Linked DNA regions of Ovis aries: region 2 is linked to region 1. Evidence: chromatin contacts called from public Hi-C data. All regions are on one chromosome and are shown on one strand. The core of a region is the stretch at or near the end of the contact, and the rest is flanking DNA. Distances in the headings are between cores, read along the strand shown. Region 1 holds the start of ARHGAP12 (Rho GTPase activating protein 12). Region 2 overlaps ARHGAP12 (Rho GTPase activating protein 12).

What was found. A called contact is a pair of places that touch in the nucleus more often than the background predicts.
Region 2: a contact with region 1 is called in a Hi-C map of liver, with 1.8 times the contacts expected there. The contact joins the enhancer-like site here to the promoter of ARHGAP12 in region 1. A contact is called at or near these places in 3 of 16 Hi-C or Micro-C datasets (liver, skin fibroblasts and tail adipose tissue).

The regions. Positions count from the first base shown.
Region 1 is chr13:32,793,524-32,798,109 of ARS-UI_Ramb_v3.0, forward strand. It overlaps ARHGAP12 (Rho GTPase activating protein 12), which reads left to right and starts at 2,611. Exons shown (of 15, transcript XM_060397427.1): 1 at 2,611-2,755.
Region 2 is chr13:32,852,372-32,856,957 of ARS-UI_Ramb_v3.0, forward strand. All of the region lies in intron 3 of ARHGAP12 (Rho GTPase activating protein 12), which reads left to right. Among named protein-coding and RNA genes, the nearest start is that of ARHGAP12, 59 kb to the left of the region's middle. Within about 2 kb of position 2,155, at least 2 of the 54 cell types and tissues checked have an H3K27ac peak or open chromatin away from gene starts, as enhancers often do. A contact at or near this core is called in liver, where this site is marked.

The DNA.
Region 1 (4,586 bases), core at 1,361-3,860:
GCGGTAGCTTCTCTTGTTGCAGAGTATGGGCCCTAAGTCATGGGGGCTTCAGAAAGTTGTGGTTCCCGGGTTCTGGAATACAGGCTCAGTTGCTTCACAGCATGTAGGATCTTCCCAGAACAGGGATCGAACCTGTGTCTCCTGCATTGGCAGGCAGATTCTTTACCATGCAGCCACCAAGGAAGCCCCAGAAATCTCAATATTAAAACACAAACTTTTTGTTGTTGTTGTTGTTAACAGCTACATAGTGGTCAAAAGTATGGTTATATCATAATTTAGTGTCTTGTTGATGGATATATTTAAGCTGTTTCAAGGATAAGAAATACCTTGTCCTTTCTCATGTGTGGAACTACATATGTGGGCTAGATCCCTAGAGGTGAAATGGGAGGCTCAGAGTATGCATACATTTGTAATTTTGATAGACACTGCCAAATTCTTCTTTCTATATATTTCAGCCAAAGCAGTGGGGCCAGATATAATTTTATGCCTTTTTCATTTCATTCAGAAACGCACAAAGTGGGTTACCTATTAAAGAATAAGGAAGAAAGGACAAATTTATTTGGCAACTTAGAGAACATTTTCATTCAAAAATACATTCAATAGAAATTTACTGTGCATCTACTGCACGCCAAGTGCTTTTAGGCTTTTGGAACTACCTACCTACACAAATCAAGACTCAAATCTCTGCCACTGTGAAGCGTACATTTTGGAACTCTGTGCTACTTCTTAAGACACAAGTTAAATGTCAATATCCTGAAAATGATCTGTTGTGATCCTGGGCACAGGCACCAGACATATGCTACCAGTGTTATTTAAAACTGACTAGAGGCAATGTTGCATATGATTTCATAGCTTTCCATCAGGTCCTTTTAAACAACACACTTGGGCGAGAGCTCTTTTTATCTGACTCCATCTGCTGTTGGTAGTGATCAGCATACTGTGGGCATTGTGTTAGCATCTGAGACTAGGTTGTGAAATAGGAAGTGGAGTTATGTGCAGATCAGCAAGTGTGTGCAAACTGTTTAGTTCTATCCGAAGCTGAAACCACGGGTGTCCAACTCAGGCTTGGGAAACACGGAAGATAAGGTTATCAGCACATGCCCATCAGGGCACAGTTTCCCTTTTGCTGTCTGTCCCTGTTTTGGTTCTATAAAGAGATCCCAGAGGTTTTATGGAAAACAGTGTCAGAAGCATACACCAGCAGTACTCTTGTCTGCCGAACAAGGGCATGCAAAATGTTACTTGTTAGAAAGTGAGGGAGACAGAAAGGCCAAGTGATGCCAAGGAAAGTGGGTGTATCGTCCAGTGGATGGTCAGAGAAAGTATGGCCTCAGGCTTGTGCATGTTTTCTTTCTTTTTCCTTTCTTGGCTGTGCTGCAGGCATGTGGGATCTTAGTTCCCCGATCAGGGATTGCTGAGTCTTAACCACTGGACCTCCAGGAAATCCTTTTCTTCCTAAAAGAAGATCTTAAAACTTTAGCTCCCCCATTAAGATTTAATTTTATAATAAGTCAGTAACCTACAGTTGTTAAAGTCTTGCCAATATCCCATTGGGTTCTTTGCAGTCACTACAGGATAACTGGGAGTTCAGTTTGTGACGGGGAAATCAGACACAACAGCATCTTCAAGCATGATGTGAAGAACACAAAAGAGCCAGTTCCAGAGACTGGCTCTTGAATCATACCCTGACCTTTTTTCTTTTGCTTGTTTTATTGAAATTTCATCTCTGCGCCGTAACAGACACAATCAACCACTGGTTAGTAACGAATGTTTTCTGCAGTCCGAATACATAGCAGTGATTTTTCTGTCCTTGAATCATAGAAAGAGGCTTTGGGCTCGTCAACATGCTCCTTTCACAGCTGAGGTCGAGAAGGGCGAAGCGACAATGGCAGAAGCCAGGTCTCTCTCCCGATTCCCAGTTCCGCAGAACTCCCGCCACAGGCTCCCCAGAGAAAGCTGTTATGCCTCCAATTTTTGGATTCCGTGCTGTCATCCTGCAAGCTGGGGTGACTTTGGGCAATGACATCGTGGCCCCCACGGGGCTTGCACATGGCAGAAGCCGCCCTGGAGCCGCCCGCCCGCCCGCGGAGTGTGCGCGCTGTTTTCGCACTCTGCCGGGTGGTCTCGGCGAAGGTCCGGGACCGGGTTGTGGACCAGGGTCTCCAGGGTTCCCTTCCGTCAGGTGAGGTCGCGAGGGGACTTTCTCCGATTTCTGGGTCCGGAAAGGCTGACCCTCGCCAGGCTGCGCTCCTACCCGGACGAGAAAGGGGACAGCCGGGCCCACGCCCCCTTCTCCCCTGGGCCCCACTCCTGCCACCCCAGGACTCGGGCCGTTTTCCTTCCGCCCTTCCCTCGTTTTCCCCACCGGCCTCTCCTCAACTTTCCCCACTTGGCGTTTAAAAGCTCCACCGCCCCCCTCCCTCGGCGAGCAGCTCGGGCGCCCGGGCGATCCTCGGCCCCTCCCCCCGCCTCTCCCCTCCTCCTCCCGGATCCACGCCGCCCGCTCCCCCGGCGCCCGCCTGGCGGTCACGTGCGCCGCGCCCCGCCCCGTCACGTGGCCCCGCCCCGCCCCGCCCCCGCGCCGGCGCGCTCCGACGTGCCCTGGAACTCACCCGCCCCGGGAGAGCCGCCTGCGGGGACGCGCCGGCCGCGGCCGCCGCTGAGTGAGCGCCCTTCAGGTTCGTCTGGGCGCCCCGCCGCCGCCGAGCCGGGCCAGGAGGGAGCCGCCCCACCCCGCGAAGCCGCCGGGCCCTCGGTGAGGTTGGTAGGGAGAGTGAGCCCGGGCGGAGGGCAGGTCGGGGCGGCGCTGCACAAAGGCGCCCGGGGCCGGGGCTGCGGGGCCGGAGGAGGCGTGTGCGGGCGCGCGGCGACGCCGGGGTGCGCGAGGTGCGGCCGGGGGCGCGGCCGGCGGGGTCCAGGCGCCGGGCCGCTGCCGGCCGCTCGGGCGACGTGGGCGACGGGGTTTTAAATGGCTGGAAGTTGCGGCTCCTCTGCCCCCCGGGTTTCCTGACTTCCTGTGAGAGGGCAGTGCCCGCCGCCCCGCCCCCAGGAAGGAGGGTGGCGGGCTGTGCGTGTGCGTGTGCGTGTGTGTGTGTGTGTGTAAAAGGCTGGCGGTGCCGCCCTCCTTTCTGGCCTCCCGCCGGCGGCGAGCCCGCTCCTCAACTGCTGCGGGAGGTGCAACCCCCGCCCGCCCAGCAGCCCCAGGAGCCGACTTGGGGCTGCTCGAAGGCTATTGATCCCCCAGACTGGGCATGGGGGCTTCTGCAGCTTCTAGAGGTGCCCCGCCCCTGCTCAGTGGGCATCTGCTTCTTTCTAGCCCTTCTGCGAGAATTCTCCTCCACCGTTTTTAATTTCAGAAAACCCTCTGCGCTCTTCTCGGGGGTGTGTGTGTGTGTATGTGTGTATTGTCTTCTAAGGATGACTGTCCTTGACGTGTGGCGTCTGAAGTTACCGCAGACCCTTTGACACGAAAAGGCCACAGGGTCATTCTCGAGGCGTGGTGATGTTTTCCTTCTGACGGCAGCCGCCGTTTTCCAGGCACTTGCGAAGGCGAGCATGTTCAAAGCGTGGCTGTATGAAAGTTCTGATGTGTCTCCAAGTGAAGTATTTGTTGTCGGGACAGGCTGGTAACATTCGTGTTGCTTTATGGTTAATTAAGACATGGGAGGTAATTAAAAAAAAGATTTGTTTACGTTATTTTGAGCAGTGCTGTGTCTTCATTTGCTGTGCGCAGGCGTTCTCTAGTTGCGGGAAGCAGGGGCAACCGTTCGTTGTGGTGAGTGGTCTTCTCATTGCTGTGGCTTCTCTTGTGTCCTCTGGGCCCTAGAGTGCGGGCTTCAGTAGTTGGGGCAGGTAGTTGTGTCTCAAGGGCTTAGCTGCTCCGCGGCCTGTAGGATCTTCTGGGACCAGATATCGAACCCGTGTCACCTGCATTGCAAGGCGGATTCTTATCCACCAGACCGCCAGAGAAGCCCCGGTGGCAGATTTTTTTGAACATTTAGGCATGTGTTCCTAACGGGAGGTGAATACGGGGAGGAAGGAGGGAACTTTGAATGAAGAGTCCACCCGGATTCTGATTAAAATTCTCCCTCTCAGCTTCTGAAGGTGAGACCTTGGAAGACTCTGAATGTTACAGTGAAGGGTGGCTCAAAAACGTCCAGCTCCTGGCCGCGGCTCTTTCATACCCAGATGCTGGGAAACGGTGGCCTGGAGGTGGATCTATAGCCAGTGCTCCTTACCTGATCCGCAGGAGGGTGCCTGACAGGGCAGGATGTCTTTTGTGTTATCTTTTGGTCGGAGTAGATGGTCTGGCTGCTGGGGCCAGTGTTTCTCTCTTTCTCTCTGTTTTAAAAAATGCCTTGGAAATGTTTCTGAGCAGAGTTTGGCTTGAACCAGTCTCTAAAGACTTGACCCTGAGTGGGGCAACTGGAAGAACCTGAGGAGCTGGGCATGTCGGCGTGACTCCTGGTTTCAGGAAGCTCTGCTGGTCTGGAAAGGGACTCTTTTGGGGAAAAATGAGTTGAATGAAGCCTGATGTACCATATTGCATGTGCATGCCCCAGTATGGGGTGGTAGGCTTCTGTTCC
Region 2 (4,586 bases), core at 905-3,404, 58 kb after region 1:
TTAAAGCTTACTTGTGTTTTAACAGTTCTCTTAGTGTAGATGAGATTTAAAAAATTCTGTTATATTTTCTAATTTGTCATTGCTCATCTGTTGGGAACTGACCAAATGATCATCTTATCTGGCCAACTTACTAAACTTCTTAGTACTTTTCATAGGCTTAGGTTTTCAAATATTGGTTACATCAGTGACAAATATCAGGGTTGTTTTCCTTCGAGTACTTAGGAGTTCACTTATTTTTTTGGGTCTTAGTACATTTCCTATCTTAGTACATTTGTTGAATAAAAACAGTGATATTTGGCATCCTGGAATTATTCTGGACTTTAATGAAATGCTACTTTCTTAGCGGTACTTTGCTGAGTATGATGTTTATTTTGAATAACTTGTAAAGTTATTTTAAGGGGGCATCACCTATTCACTTGCTAAGAGTTTTATCCTTAATCCATGTTGAATTTTATCAGTAACTTGGTTGGCATCAGTGATGATCAAGTTAATATATTAATGCAAAGAATTACAGTAATAGATTTTCTGAAGACAGATCCTCAACATTTCTCCTTTTTCCTGATTTATTTAATGCAGTGCTAGATTTGAGTGCTAATGGTTTATTGAGTATATTTTCATTTCCATTTTTAAGTAAAATTGGTTTATACTTTTATTTCACTTAGTTCTCTGCTAGAATTATGCTAGCGTTATAAACTTGTTAAAGCATTTCACTTTTTATTTAAATTGGAAAAACTGAGTTGTCTTAACAACAGAAATTAGTTAATTAGTTATTTCTTAAAGCTCTAGTAGCATGTGTCATAAAATTATTTAGAAAATGGCTATTTCTTGGCATCTTTATTTCCCCAAGTCTAGTAAAGTACCAGGGGCAAAGAGCTTCTTTAACTCTTGTTGAATTCTCCAGATAAGTTTCTAGAAAGTGATTTACTATGTAGAATTGTTTGTTATATTAACAGAGTTTGTTTTAGTCAGAGAAGCATTGTTACCCTGGCTAATTCAACAGGATATGGAATTAGTCTGGAAATGAAATACATGGAAATCTGTCTTCATGGATAGATTTTCTTCATAGAAAGATGCTGTTTGGTGATAGTCTGAATTCTAAGCTGACCTTTATAGGAAAATGGTCTCATTAGTATCACTCAATAGAGTATTTGCATAATTACCATGTGTAAAAAGACCAAAGGTAACCATTTTGTAAATGTATTCATGTCTTGGGTTATTTTTACTATTTTCTTTTTTTTAAAGCTTATTCTGTGATTTAGAGTCATTATAATTAATTTATAAGTAAATGATATTTTAGAAGTTAAAGAGCTTTAATTTCAATCAAATTGATTCAGTATATACATTCACATTTCCCCCTTTTAAAAAATTCACTGTTTTCAGATATTCATAAAACTCTGGTATATTGTAGAAGTAATGGGACATCTGAGTGGTTCTCAGATTAATATGGCAAAGCAGTGGTTCTCACCCAGGGGCAGTGATGTCCCCACAGAACATTTGGCTGCATCTGGAGACTCTTTAATTGTCACAGTGGGAGGAAACCACTATCATTGAGTAGGTGGAGGCCGGAGGTGCTAGTGGACATAATGTACTGCACAGGATAGCCTCCTATAAAAAAGGATCTGTCCCTAAATGTTAGTGATGCCAAGGCTGAGAAACTCTGTTGTAAAAGGAAAGCTAATATACACAAACACCCAACATAAAAATGTGTTCTTAGATGTGTGCTTATTCTTTCAGCAGCTATAACTCTAACAGTACAGTTTACAAGGTCCTTATGCAAAGTGTGTGAAGAGTATTCTGCTCTTGACTGACATCTAGTGAGACATTTACAAATAAATGTAAAACTGAAAGTTGAAATTAAATAAGCATGTAAATCAGAGTTACAGCTAGTTTTTTTCTGCTCTTAGGAATTTCACATATAAATAAACTAAGAAGAGAGTAAAGATTTGTTTAGGGCTACTGAGAAACAGGCTTCCCAGGTGGCTCAGTGGTAAAGAATCCGCCTGCCAATGCAGGAGACACAAGAGACGCAGGTTGGATCCCTGAGTTGGGAACATTCGTTGGAAAAAGGAAATAGCAGCCCAGTCCAATATTCTTGCCTGAAAAATCCCATGGATAGAGGAGCCTGGCAAGCTACAGTCCGTAAGGTCAAAAAGAGCCGGGCACAACTGAGCAGCTGAGCACACACGTGCACACGCACACGCACTGAGAAATTATGTCTGAGGAGGAGTGGTATGTGGTAAATTCTTGGCTGAAGTACTACTGTATCGCCTTTATCTTTTACTTATATTCTTGATTTAATATGAGAGCTTAGGATATAAAATTTTTTCATAGTTTTTTGAGTAAGTGCTGACTTCTGTGTAAGACTTTTTGTATTTTAAAAATTGCTTAAAAATCATTTAGTTTTAGAGCCAGTGGAGACCTAAGTGGTTTAATCCAATTTCTTCACTTACAGAGATTAAACAGTTCTATTTCATAGAGATGAAGTGATCTGATCTGTGGTTTTGCAGCTTGTCAGGCCAGATCTTAAACTGGAGCCCACTGCTCCTGACTTCTAGTTGAGTGTGCTCTCAGGGTGAGGGGAAGTGATTAAGTGCACTCTGGGGTCTTCTGAAAGCTTTTATGTTTGTTTTTCAAACTATGAATATTAAAACTGTTAAATTCTTATTTTTTCAAACTATGAACATTAAAACTTAAATTCTCATTTCCTTTAAAGGAATATATATATACCCCTCCATATATGTTTTAAAATGAATTTGTATTTATGTTTATAAGTCTCATGTTTTATTTAATTTTTATTTATCAGCATTATACATGTGTAAACATGGATATTTCAAATCTTTCATAGGCAACGACACCTCCAAATCAAGGGCGACCTGATTCTCCCGTCTACGCTAACCTGCAGGAACTGAAGATATCCCAGTCGGCTCTTCCCCCGGTCCCCGGAAGCCCAGCAATTCAGATTAATGGAGAATGGGAAACTCATAAAGATAGTTCAGGGCGTTGTTATTACTATAACAGAGGTACACAGGAAAGAACTTGGAAACCCCCTCGTTGGACTCGAGATACGAACGCAAGCAAAGGAGATTCCCAGAGTCCAGGGGATCAAGAGGTATGAGGAGCTAGGGGGTCAACCAGTGAGTTACGGAGCTTCTTCTCTTTTCGTTTCTCAGAGAAGTAAATAGGTTTGCTTCTAACCTTTGAAATCTCAAAGATACTAAATCTTCTTTCCAAGTTTTATCATATTACTGCTTGTTGCTTCCTAGTGTATAGACAGACAGCAGCTAGCCCTGTGGCATGCTTACTTGTCTAGAGTTTACTGGGTTAATGCTGCCTATTGCCCTTGATTTCCCTCACATGCTAGAAGATACTAATCCAGTCATCGTTGTTGCCAAAGCAGTTACGATTTTTTAGAAAAAGAAGGGGAGAAAATATGTGATGTGATTTAGCCAAACAAAAACCCAGTTATTTGATGCTTTTCTTTATGATTTGATGGGACTGGCAAGATACTTCTCAGTTTTTGTTAGAGGTACAAGATCACTTTTTATGACTGTGTACGGGAGATAAGTATAATATAAGTCCTTTGCTACAGGCTGAACGTCCTCTAAGTCTGACAGTTCACTCTAAAAACATTATTTCTTGATTGGCTGGTTGTTTTCTGTTTTTTTGGCCATGCCATGTAGCTTGTGGGACCTTAGTTCCCCTACCAGGGATCGAATCTGTGTAGCTGCAGTAGAATTGTGAATCTTAACCACTGAACTACCAGGGCAGTCCCTAAAATCATTATTTTCTCTGACAAGTGTCCATACCATTTCCCCAACCTTGGTTTCATAGACACACACACAGAGACACATAGTCAGTGCAGCACACACACATACCCCTGGAGGGTGGCATCACACACACACACACCCTTACCCCCCATCCACGCACACACACCCACCCACACCCACCCCTACCCCCCATCCACACACACACACACACACCCCTACCCCCATCCACACACACACACACCCCTACCCCCCATCCACACACACACACACACACCCACACCACACACACCCACTCCCACGCCTACCCCCTATCCACACACACACACCCTTACTCCCCCATCCACACACACACACACACCCCTACCCCCCCATCCACACACCCACCCACCCCCCTACCCCCATCCACACCCACCCCCCCACACACCCACACCCCTACCCCCATCCACACACACACACACACACCTCTACCCCCCATCCACATGCACACCTCTACCCCCCCATCCACACACACACACACACACACACACACCTATCCCCCCATCCACACACACACACACACACCCCTCTACCCCCCATCCACACGCACACCTCTACCCCCCCATCCACACACACACACACCCCTACCCCATCCACACACACACCCACACACACACCCACACACCCCTACCCCCCATCCACACACACACACACACCTCTACTCCCCATCCACACACACACACACACCCCTACCCCCATCCACACACACACACACACACACACACACACACCCTGCTCCCCATCCACGCACACACACACACACACCTCCCTCTACCCCCCATC